Regions from separate parts of the Mus musculus genome. Here all the other regions are linked to region 3. The links are chromatin contacts, called in public ChIA-PET and promoter capture Hi-C maps. All regions are on one chromosome and are shown on one strand. The core of a region is the stretch at or near the end of the contact, and the rest is flanking DNA. Distances in the headings are between cores, read along the strand shown. Region 1 overlaps Eml6 (echinoderm microtubule associated protein like 6). Region 2 overlaps Sptbn1 (spectrin beta, non-erythrocytic 1). Region 3 holds the start of Eml6 (echinoderm microtubule associated protein like 6). Region 4 holds the start of Fem1al (fem-1 homolog A like).

The links. Promoter capture Hi-C pulls out the DNA fragments that hold promoters and counts their contacts. ChIA-PET counts read pairs in DNA pulled down with a chosen protein or histone mark.
Region 1: a contact with region 3 is called in a promoter capture Hi-C map of hippocampal neurons, with 2.7 times the contacts expected there. The contact joins the enhancer-like site here to the promoter of Eml6 in region 3. A contact is called at or near these places in 1 of 39 promoter capture datasets (hippocampal neurons), 1 of 15 datasets of contacts at CTCF or cohesin (the NIH/3T3 cell line), 2 of 484 Hi-C or Micro-C datasets (cerebral cortex and nephron progenitors), 5 of 115 datasets of contacts at active chromatin or transcription factors (embryonic stem cells and neural progenitor cells) and 1 of 9 other capture datasets (adipose tissue).
Region 2: a contact with region 3 is called in an RNA polymerase II ChIA-PET map of memory CD8 T cells, with 5 read pairs. The contact joins the enhancer-like site here to the promoter of Eml6 in region 3. A contact is called at or near these places in 1 of 39 promoter capture datasets (embryonic stem cells), 1 of 484 Hi-C or Micro-C datasets (embryonic stem cells) and 6 of 115 datasets of contacts at active chromatin or transcription factors (bone marrow-derived macrophages, embryonic stem cells, extraembryonic endoderm stem cells and 2 more).
Region 4: a promoter capture Hi-C map of embryonic stem cells shows a contact between it and region 3. The contact joins the promoter of Fem1al here to the promoter of Eml6 in region 3. A contact is called at or near these places in 2 of 39 promoter capture datasets (the HPC-7 cell line and embryonic stem cells), 2 of 484 Hi-C or Micro-C datasets (both in embryonic stem cells), 2 of 115 datasets of contacts at active chromatin or transcription factors (embryonic stem cells and pancreatic cancer cells) and 2 of 9 other capture datasets (liver and pancreatic islet).

The regions. Positions count from the first base shown.
Region 1 is chr11:29,878,496-29,881,195 of GRCm38.p6, reverse strand. It overlaps Eml6 (echinoderm microtubule associated protein like 6), which reads left to right. Exons shown (of 42, transcript NM_146016.2): 7 at 414-549. Among named protein-coding and RNA genes, the nearest start is that of Gm22588, 30 kb to the right of the region's middle. Within about 2 kb of position 1,360, at least 55 of the 459 cell types and tissues checked have an H3K27ac peak or open chromatin away from gene starts, as enhancers often do. A contact at or near this core is called in the NIH/3T3 cell line and hippocampal neurons, where this site is marked.
Region 2 is chr11:30,181,643-30,184,342 of GRCm38.p6, reverse strand. The region is part of intron 1 of Sptbn1 (spectrin beta, non-erythrocytic 1); the gene reads left to right. Among named protein-coding and RNA genes, the nearest start is that of Sptbn1, 37 kb to the left of the region's middle. Within about 2 kb of position 1,367, at least 136 of the 459 cell types and tissues checked have an H3K27ac peak or open chromatin away from gene starts, as enhancers often do. A contact at or near this core is called in embryonic stem cells, memory CD8 T cells and pancreatic cancer cells, where this site is marked.
Region 3 is chr11:30,024,704-30,027,403 of GRCm38.p6, reverse strand. It overlaps Eml6 (echinoderm microtubule associated protein like 6), which reads left to right and starts at 1,371. Exons shown (of 42, transcript NM_146016.2): 1 at 1,371-1,514; 2 at 2,304-2,700.
Region 4 is chr11:29,824,267-29,826,966 of GRCm38.p6, reverse strand. Fem1al (fem-1 homolog A like) reads left to right here and starts at 1,299. Exons shown (of 1, transcript NM_176829.2): 1 at 1,299-2,700. The coding sequence starts at 1,512. The region is part of intron 13 of Eml6 (echinoderm microtubule associated protein like 6); the gene reads left to right.

The sequences.
Region 1 (2,700 bases), core at 111-2,610, 150 kb after region 3:
CAGATACCCCTATACTTGTAAATGGTATGGCACCATGCCCCTAGTCTGTGTCTCTACTTCGTTAATTTATGACTTAAGTGTGCCACCTTTGTAATGTCTTTGTTTCAGAAGACTCAGTTGTCATATAGAAATGTGATTCTGTATCTGCTTTTACTAAGGCACTCATAACTAACATTTTGGGTGGTAGCGGTAACAATGTTATCAAATTAGATGTGTTGGAATTGCTTTGCTTCCTGGTGGTGGCTGTAATTACTGCAATCCAGCTGAGATGAAGTATGTTGATCTGCTGTCAGATTTCAACAGAAAACAGCATTTGCTTTAATTAGTTTTGCTCTGTTATTTTTAATCATGGAGATTCAGCAACAATGACATTTGTGACTGTGGGATTGAATTCTACCTCTTATAATTGACAGGCTGGGATCTTCAGCCTGTATGCTTGTGAAGAAGGCTTTGCTACTGGTGGGCGAGATGGTTGCATACGATTATGGGACACTGATTTCAAACCAATAACCAAAATTGATCTCAGGGAGACGGAACAAGGATATAAAGGTAAAATGTGTGTTAGTACTTACCATGTGCTCTAAGAAGGTTATGTACAATGTCAAGTTGTGTGTTTCTGTTTAAGAGAAAGAAGTAAATATAAGGGCTAGAGAGACAGCTCAGCTATTAGGAGCATTCACAGAAGATCTGGATACAGTTCACACCACCCACAGGGCGCCTCATGAGTGCCTGTAATTCCAGTTCCAGGGACCTTGTGTCTCCTTCTTGCTTCTGTGTATATTAGGTATACACATAGTACACACACATGCATGAGACATATCACTTATAAAGTGAAAGTTTTTTAAAGAATTAATTATGTAAATTTTATATTCTACCTGACAGTATTTGCTTTGTTCTATGAAGACTTTAAGGGTTTACATAAAAATATTGAATACAAGCTCCAAAGTATGTTGAAAATGAGTAGATAGCTTTTCCCCTGCTTGGCATAAAGCTACAGTGATCCTGTAGCAAAGACAGATGATAACATTACAGTGAAAAAGCTGAACGGTTTCCCAGAATATGGGATTATTTTCAGTGATGAAATGAAGAATTTCTGGACAAGACAGTCAATAAATGTGACAGTGTGTAGCCTCTGAAAATAAACCTGTGTCCACTTGTAGCACTGAAGTGGCTAGGGTAGACATCAGAGAGCAGAGAGAAGAAAACATGTACCGTATGTCCTCAGGCTATCTTCCCTAAGCAGTGTTGTTTCCAATCAAATTTTATTTTTAAATTTAGCAACAGAGCAATGAGCTGGATGTTGTGATTCATCTTATACCACAAGCTACCTTCTTCCTTCTGCCATTCACATAGTGACTCATGTCACACCACAGGCTACATCCTTCCTTCTGCCATTCACTATAAAAAATGCCTCACAGCTCTTCTGGAGACTGCACTGATTCTATCTTAGGGAGTTGTGGATACCTAACACCGGGCTTCTTAGAAAGTTGTAGAATTTGGTTCCTACTTTACTCTGTCAATTAGGACAAAGTCAAGGTCCTTAAATTCTCTATAATATCATGTGGTTTTAAGCAGCTTTATTCAGAAGAATATATAAATATGTAGAAGCAAGTTAGTTTTCTAAGAGTCACATTTTAAAAAAAGCAAAATCTTTCAACCAAATAACTCCAGACACCCACCCTCTTGAGTGTTTGCAGAGTGAGGGTAAGCAAGGCTAGAAGGAGGGTGTGGAGGAGCAGAACAGACAGGAGGAGACAGAGGGGACAGCAGATCCTTACACACTGTCCCACACGCAGAGAGATCTTAACCTTCTGCTCTGCCTACTCCCTGCTTCAAACATGGAAGTAAAGCACATTTGAGAGGAACAGATTCAGGCAAAACAGTATCAGGATTGCCTTGGTCTCAATGTGAATGTAAAACTATAGGAGTGACTTTATCTTCAGATGGACTTTTGATATGCATGAATTCCCTCCCCCCCTTTTTGCTGTTGGGTGACAATGACTGTTGACCTCATTTGCATGGAAACTATGTTTTGTGGTTCTTTTCTGGGGTTTTGATTTTATTTTCCATTTTATTAAAAAGACTTTCTAAACATTCAGCAAGAACATTTTAAAGGTCATGTTCTAATTCTATAACACCATACTTGCTACTTTTGAAAGACCCCCGAAGAGGGGAGAACCTCACTCAAGTCTCAGGATGACGCGACCCCCCCAAGAAGGATGGTCTCACAAGAGACCGTCCTTGCTGCAATTGCACAAGGTTTATTGACAGGAACCAGCCCACTGGGGTCAACTCGTATCCCACGCAGGGGTAGAGGAGTTCGACCCTGAGTAGCTGGGAAAGGGGATATTTAAAGGAAAGAAACACAACCCAAGGGGGAAGGGAGGGTATTATTGGAAAATGCGGAAAATACGAGTGAAGAATCACAAGCGGGTACTAAAAATCACAAGGGGAAACTCCCTGCTTCTCAAGATTGTTCTCAAGACTTTAATCTAACTTTTGTGGTCGGCCAGGTCCTGGAACAAGGTCACTGAACTGGATAACCTACATTCTTGGTGCTAGGGGGTCTGAATTTTTCCTGGTCTTTCACTTTGTGTCTAAAGTTTGAAGATATTAATCAGGAGCAGTGAGATAGCTCAACCTTAAAAAGTACTTGATGCCAATCCTGATGACCTGAGTTCAATCCCTGAAACTCACATG
Region 2 (2,700 bases), core at 118-2,617, 160 kb before region 3:
GTGCTTACCTCTCAGGTGGAATAGAGTATACGGGAACGGATGTGAATCCGTGGTCAGCCCTTAACACACACGCGTGCGCGCGCGCACACACACACACACACACACACACACACACACACACACACACACACACACCAACCCCCTGGGGACCCTTTCACCTTCTGCTGTTACCAGACTTTTCTTACCTCCTTTTCCTGTGAACTCCTGAATTAAGTCATTGATCCAGCCCTGTTGTGTGCTCAGGGTTTAAGGAAAAGGGAAGTGAGACACAGATCTCTTGGTAATTCAGAAGTTGATGTATGATCTTACGTTGTCTTCCCTTCTAGTAGGAATTTACAGTGTAACTTGACTAGATTTCTTGCATTAAAAAGAAAACAAAACTACTCTTGCATGAGGAGCCCTGGTAATTAGAATAATGACCAGGCATGATTCATTCTCTGATTAATATTCTGCTTATGGAAGCGTTTCTATCTCCAGCTCCACTAAGCAGCTGGACTCACAGGGATACAGTTTCTCTCTCCACCTTCAGGAAGCTCACCGACCAATCAAGAGACAAGAAGGAAGTTTTGTTGAGGATTTGAGTAGATACTCTGAAAGAGGAAAGGTAGACTACACACACTTGCAGAGCAGAGGCCATCTCTCCTAGGTTGCTGTGAGAATCAGCTCCATTCTTGTATGTCGACCCTCTGTGAAAAGGGGAAGACAAAAGCCAACTCAGTTGCTCAGGTTCCTGCTGGTGTAAAAGGCTTCGTTCTATTGGCAGTGGTAACTTTTACTGAGTACACTGTTGACTTAGTCAGTTCTGTTATTTGTGTTGGTCTCTTGAGACAGGTGTTACTATAGAACTGGAAATCATGGTCCTGCTGCCTCAGTCCCCCAGTGCCATCACACCTGTTATGCATTCCGAAGAATTCTCCAGATAAGAACAGAAATGATCCATATTTACATATGAGGAAAGAAGTAACTTGCCCACTGTTGAGTAACTGCTAGTGGTAGAGCTGGCATCTGCACCGGGTTGAGCACAAAGCCATTGTAGCTTTAAACCATTGTTTCACACAAACTCCATCCCAGAGAACGGAGGTGTGCTTGGGTGTGGCCAGCATGCGGAAGTTGTCTAGCAACAGTCCCTGCAGTTTATTCTCCCTCCCCACCTGCCTCTTTGTCTCTCCCTCTCTCTCTGACAGAGTATAACTACATTGCTCTGTCCTAGGACAGTGTTTCCTTCCTTCTTCTGGAGGGGTGCTCTTCTAGCCCAGGTCAGAAAGCCACCAGTTACTAGCATGCTGCTGCTTGAGCTATCCACCCTTTGTATTAGGATGGGTCATGCTCGTGGAGGCCGCGGTAAACCAGTGCTACTATGAAAAGTATGACTGGTGTCATCCGGTTTGGAATTGGAAGCCACACCCTTGCCACCACATTGTACTTCTTATACTGATAACCTGTGGCTTCAAAGTCAAACCACAAACTTCTGCATTGAATGTGAGTTTAAGAAAGAAATATGAGGTACCTTCACACACACATTATTTACCCTTTCAGACGCCCAGTGAGGTAGGTGTTTTTTCTGTCCTGTGGGTTAAGAAATCTGAGGCTTGTGAGGTGAAATATGTCTAGAGAAAAGAGAGAGCCAGCAACTGACAAATCGAGCAGGTAGCTACCAGTGGCGGAAATTGTATCAAGACAAAGCTCTTTTCAACATTTCTTGAAAATGGCTATGTTTCCTTTCCTTTGTGTCTGTGTGTGTATGTGTATACATGTTAATTATGTGCAGGCACACACTTACGTACACATAGATGCGTGCTTGTAGAGGCCAGAAGTCATTTCCCAGGAGTCTGTCAAGTGATATTTTTTTAAAATTTTGTTGTTAGCTTTTTTTTTTTTTAAATCTTGACACAGGATCTTGTTGTATAGACTGGTCATCCTCCTGCCTCAGTGTCTCAAGTTCTAGGGTAGCAGGCATGAGTCGCAGTGACCATCTCAAGTCAGATTTGTTTGTTTTGTTTTGTTTCTTATTGTTTATTTTTTGAGACAGGGTCTTTCTATGCAATCCTGGCTGTTGTGAAACTCTATTATGTAGACTAGGCTGGCTTACAGAGACTCCTCTGCCTTTCCCTCTGCCTGTGCCTCAAAAATGCTGGGAGTTAAACTGTGTATCACCATGTCTAGCCCAATTTGTTTGTTTTTTAAGATGGGTCTTACTGGCCTGGTGCTTATTAATTAGGCTGGACTGGCTGGTCAGAAACTACTAAAGATCTGTCTGTCTCAACCTCCCCAGTGGTGAGCACCGTAAGTACATACTGCCTGAGTGGTTTGCATATGTACTTTGTTGTTGTTTTGACATGGTTTCTAGGGATAGAACTCCAGTCCATGCTTCAGAGCAAGTAATTTATTACCTGAGCTATCTTCCCAGGCCCTAAAACCCTATTTTCTAATAGGTGGCAACACAAAACAAGTCATAGTACACACAGCTGTCAGCCTGTGTGGATAGGATTTTAGTTTTTGCTGTAAGCCATTGTATACTTGATCATTCTTTGTAGGTATTAGACAGATTTGTGGGGAATTCTAAAGGGCACACTTAACCTATCAACAGACTGAATAATACCCAGCTGGAAAAAAGTAGTTTTTTTTTCAGATATCAAAACATAAAGCTGTTGTTGCTGATGACTAAATTCTTCCATATAAGTTATGCAGCCATTTAATCTG
Region 3 (2,700 bases), core at 122-2,621:
CTATGGTTTGACCATATTCCACAAAGTCCATATATTTAAAATTCAATTTTCTGATTTACATGTTAATGGTATTTGGAGATAAGGCTTCTGTGAGTTAGTCAGCATTAGATAAATCAATAAGTCAATGAGGTTGGGTCGACCATGACACTAATGGCTTTAAAAAGACACAGGAGTTAGCATTCTCGTTCTATCATGCTATGTGATGCCCTCTACCAGCATAGGATGTAGTTAAGCCCATCATCAGATGATGAGCGCAATGTTCTTGGTTTTCCTTGCCTCTAGAATCATCAACCAAACAACCAACCAACCAAACAAACAAACAAACAAAATTCTGCATAAATGATTAAAGGAATAGAAAGCAGACCAAGACATTTCAAGCCCCTCTAAGCCATGTTTTAATGTTTAGTAGTGTCCTTACTGTCTTAAAGAGAGAGCGAGAGAGAGACCTCCTCGAATTTGTTGACTCTGTTTTCTCAGAAAATATGAAGTGTATTCAATTTCTCTTCAACATTGTAGGCAACAGCTCACTACACTTAGGTGCTTATCTATAGCATTGCCTTTCCTACCAGGACAGCATCCTATTAAAACTCCACGTAGATAAAGAAACATCTTGAACACAGAAGAGTCAAAAGTATCAACCTTTCGTAGCTTCTTAGTCAAGTGGATTATAAAATCTGTTCTCAAAAGTTGGCTGCGGCCATAATCTGAAAATCAGAACGAATAAATTAGTTTATTCCAGGTAGTTTTAGAATAGCCACTGGCTTCTGTTTTTTACGGCCAAATTTATTGCATGGGCACAAGGCAGGTCACAGGAAGGCGCTTATTTCCCTACACATGACAGAGTGACCACACGCCACTGTATTTTTCTTAAACTTTGTAACACTGCACTTGGATAAATCAGAATCCTTTGGAATAATAGGGGAAACTGAAGTAGGAAACAGCGTTAGTCAAGTGCTGCAACAAGGAAAGAGATGGGCTACAGCAATCCTCTGGGACTGGCGCAAGTGAAAGTCCTGAGGAAAGCCCCTGAATTTTTTTCCACGTCATCTTTTCTGCTTTCAGCACAGACGCGCATGCCGCTGGCCTGGGTCACCATGGAACACCAACGCCATTCTGGGTGAGTTGCTGGGTCCGATAGGAGAAACGCAGACTTCCCTGGCACCGGTACTAAGGCCCTGCGGATGCATGGAATCCTGGGACTTGTAGTACACTAGAGGCGCTCGCCTCAGCAGCTGGTTTACAGAGGACTACGATTTCCAAGATGCATAGGGAACAGGCGGGCAAAGGGAGGTGAGGTTTCGGCCCTAGGAGGCGTCTGCGTTTCCGAACCGGCGCAATTTCGCCGCGTAACTCTTCCCTGCGCTGGCCCCGCCCCTGGAGCCAGGGAAGGAGGAAGAGCTGGTCCCCAGATCCCCGGTGACGAAACCTAACCCGGGAGCGCGGGGAGGGAGGGAGGGCAGGCAGAGGATTTCGCTGGCTGGTGCGAGATCCTGGACGCAAGGCCGGCAGCAGAGGTTAGAGGCGGAGAAAGCAGGGATGCTACGTGCGAGGCTGGTCCGGGTGGGAGTGCAGGAACTCGCTAGGACCGTAGAGCCTGAGCCAGGTGTACCTGGGGCTACCAACCCTCAGATCTGCAAAAGTGGGCGCCAGGTTGAGCATGGGGTGTCGCTGACACCCGGGCTCCACGGGAGACCCCGCCCCCCCTCCTGCCAACCTAAAGGCAAGATCCTAGAGCCCTTGGGTCTCATAGCTAGCTCAAATCTCCGTGGGGAGAGGAGCATGATTTTTTTTGACACTTTATTATTGTTGCTGTTATTTTATTATTTTTATTATTATTTTTCGATCGGGAGCATTTGTAGGTAGCCGGATTTCCTCCGATTCAGAGAAAAAAAAATTATGACACTTGCAATTGGAGTCTTTAATTAGGGGAGAGCTGTTAAGTATTTATTTGTTTTTATGATTTTCTCTGTGAAGAGAAGGCGCATAGAGGGTTTGGATTTTAAACACATATATGACAGCTAATTGGAACATCTAAAAGAATGACCATTGCATATTCACCCTGGCTTTATAGAGGAAACAGCAAGTGTTACTGCAAATTGGAGCAGCAACTACCGGCCAGAAGTGTTTAGGGAGTATTTCCTATAATTAAGGTGGATATGGAAGGAGAAATGTGGACAATCAAAAAAAAAAAAAACCAAAAATAAACAAACAAAAATCCCACAACTTGGTTTTAGTTTGGTAATTATTTTCTTGTGCTGGGTGACATGCAAAAATTCTTTCTCTTCCTCGTTCTCGCATCCTAGATATAGACTGTCAGTTTCGGATCCAAGGACGGTGATGGCAAAGCAGTAAACCGGAGTAACCGTCTGCCTGTCAGATCAGACCTGTCACAGAATAAATCCCACCGCCTGCTGCGAAGCCCCCCGCGCTCCTCAAACTTGGAGAACTGGTAATCCGTGTCTGGATATGCAGATCTCTGATTTTAAAGGCCGGGTGACCCCGGGGAGAACCTCTCCCGCCGCCCAAAGCCCGCAGGTGCAGTGAGGCGTGTGTGCGGGTACTGGTACCCTCGAGGCCCGCTTGACCCCGGGAGAAGGAGTCGGGGAGCCCAGCGGGGTCTTGCTGCTGTGCACCGGCGTCGGCGGCTCCTCTCCCGCAGCAGCAGATGATGGTGGCGGCCAGCGTGCTGGGCTGTGTCTG
Region 4 (2,700 bases), core at 50-2,549, 200 kb after region 3:
GGCTGTGAAATGTCAACCCTTTAGCCCCCAGAAAAAAAAAAAAAGCTGGCCAGGCCCTATCTGGGAAATTAGAGTCAGCCCTCCTGCTGACTGGAAAAACTCCTTATCCATCGAATGCCAGTGTGTGTTTGTGAGCTTCCGCAGGCTCGTAGCAGGAAGAGTGGAACTGCGTGGTTGGTTTGGGCCCATTTGACTTTGTCAAATCTAACAGATGGGAACTCTGGCAGGATGTAAGGGGCAGGGACCTACTTTTCAGGCTGAGAACCAGGAGCAGAGCTAAGGAGCAGAGGGGAAGGGCAGCAAGTGAGAAGAAAAGAACAGTTAGAGAACATTATAACATGGCTCCAGCTGAGGCTGCAGTGGCTTTAACAGCAGCTTTTACACCATGCTAGGTACTAGCAGAGAATAAGGTCAGTTCTTAGTCAAAGACAAAGTGATTAAATAAGGCAAAGAACTAAGAGATCACACCAGGTAGTAATCAAACAAAGCAATAAACAAAATCCTCCCCCCCACCCCCCACCCCCAGTCACTGGGTCTGGGGGCTTATCAGGATGACCAGGACAAAAAGGAAGTCACACCTTCCTTGGCTGAGTTTACCTTGATCCTTGCATCAGCCCAAATGTGAATATTCTTATCTGAGCCTACTGCCTTGAGCCCAGTGACAAGTACTTGCCAAATTTTTATAAGTGGTACTAAAAGCTCTCTACATTCATAGGGGGCAGGAAGGGCAGTAAGTAGGATCAGGCAGGCAGGTAAACCTGTTGAACTAGTCTGCAGCAGGTTGTAAATGAGGGAGGGGAGAAGGGAAAGTCTAATGCTCAGAGCCCTGGTGCTGTTGAGCCAGAGAGCAGTGGTCCAGGCCCAGCCTGAAGTTCTCAGACGCAAGAAAGAAACTGTCTCTAAGGAGAGGGAAATCTCACCCAAGGGAAAAACTGGATGTCTCCCATCCTCAAGGACAACACAGGGGTATCTCCTATCTCAAGAACTCTCCCCTGGGACCATAGAGATGGGAAAGGATGGGGGCTTACCAGATCTTGGGCTAGGGAGTTCTCTTGTTGTGGCTGAGATGGGATGTAAACTTGAAGAGATTTTAGATCTGACTCACGGCACAATGTTATGATTATTAAAAAATAAAGAAATATAAGGATATGCCCTATGGAGGTGTGGTGAGGTATGGAGGAAGGTGGTGTCTCAGCCGGCCCATGTAGAGGCATCCCTTCTCTCTGAGGGACCACCATTTTATAGTGAGCCAGGCCTACCTGGCTGTTGCCAAGTAACTGTGGGGGTGAAGTCCAAACAGAATCCTAACAACTAGTGGACTCAAACCAGGACAGTTTTGATGCTGGGTCCAGTTTATATTCTCATTTATATCCTAAAACCACACACTGGGGCAGACAGACAATCAAGATTTAACAGAAGCAGGAGAACCGCTAAGATGACAGCCCTGGAGAAGGTGAAGGATGTCTCTGGCGACCGGCGGCCCGGCTAGATCCAGCAGCGAGGCTTCCAGCATGGATCTGCACACAGCGGTGTACAATGCGGCGCACGACGGCAAGCTGCCTCTGCTGCAGAAACTGTTGGCCAGCCGTGGGCGTGAGGAGCTGGAGGAGCTGCTGGGTGAGGTGGCCGGCGGTGGAACGCCACTGCTAATCGCAGCGCGCCGTGGACACCTAGACGTGGTGGAGTATCTGGTGGACCACTGCGGCGCCAGCGTGGAGGCGAGTGGCTCTGTGCACTTCGATGGCGAGACCATCGAGGGCGCGCCGCCGCTCTGGGCAGCGTCGGCCGCGGGTCACCTGGCCGTGGTGCGTAGCCTTCTGCACCGAGGCGCCTCGGTCAACCGCACCACGTGCACCAACTCCACACCGCTGCGCGCCGCCTGCTTCAACGGCCACCTGGACGTGGTGCGCTGCCTGGTGGGCGAGCACAAGGCGGACCTGGAGGTGGCCAATCGCCACGGCCACACGTGCCTTATGATCTCCTGCTACAAGGGCCACCGCGAGATCGCACGCTACCTGCTGGAGCGCGGCGCACAGGTGAACCGGCGCAGCGCCAAGGGCAACACCGCCCTGCACGACTGTGCAGAATCTGGCAGCCTGGAGATCCTACAACTGCTGCTGAGCTGCCACGCGCGCATGGAGCGCGACGGCTATGGCATGACGCCGCTGCTGGCCGCCAGCATCACTGGGCACACCAACATCGTGGAGTACCTCATCCAGGAACAGCCGAGCCACGAGCAGCTCTCAGGGACAGAGCTTCCTGGAGAAGGCTCCTCCCAGATGGCAGGAAACCACTGCTCCACCCCAGAAGATGCAGAACAGTATGAGAGCTGCTGCCCTACCAGCCGGGAAGCGGCTGTGGAAGCTTTGGAGCTGCTGGGTGCCACCTATGTGGATAAGAAAAGGGATCTGCTTGGAGCCCTGAAGCACTGGAGAAGGGCGATGGAACTCCGCCACCAGGGTGGAGGCTTCCTCCCTAAGCCAGAGCCCCAGCAACTGGTTCTGGCCTATGACTATTCCAGGGAGGTGACTACGCCTCAAGAGTTGGAAGCCCTCATTACAGATCCTGATGAGATGCGGATGCAGGCGCTGCTGATACGGGAGAGAATCTTGGGCCCCTCACATCCTGACACTTCATACTACATACGGTACCGGGGTGCTGTCTATGCGGACTCCGGGAATTTCGAGCGCTGTATCCGTC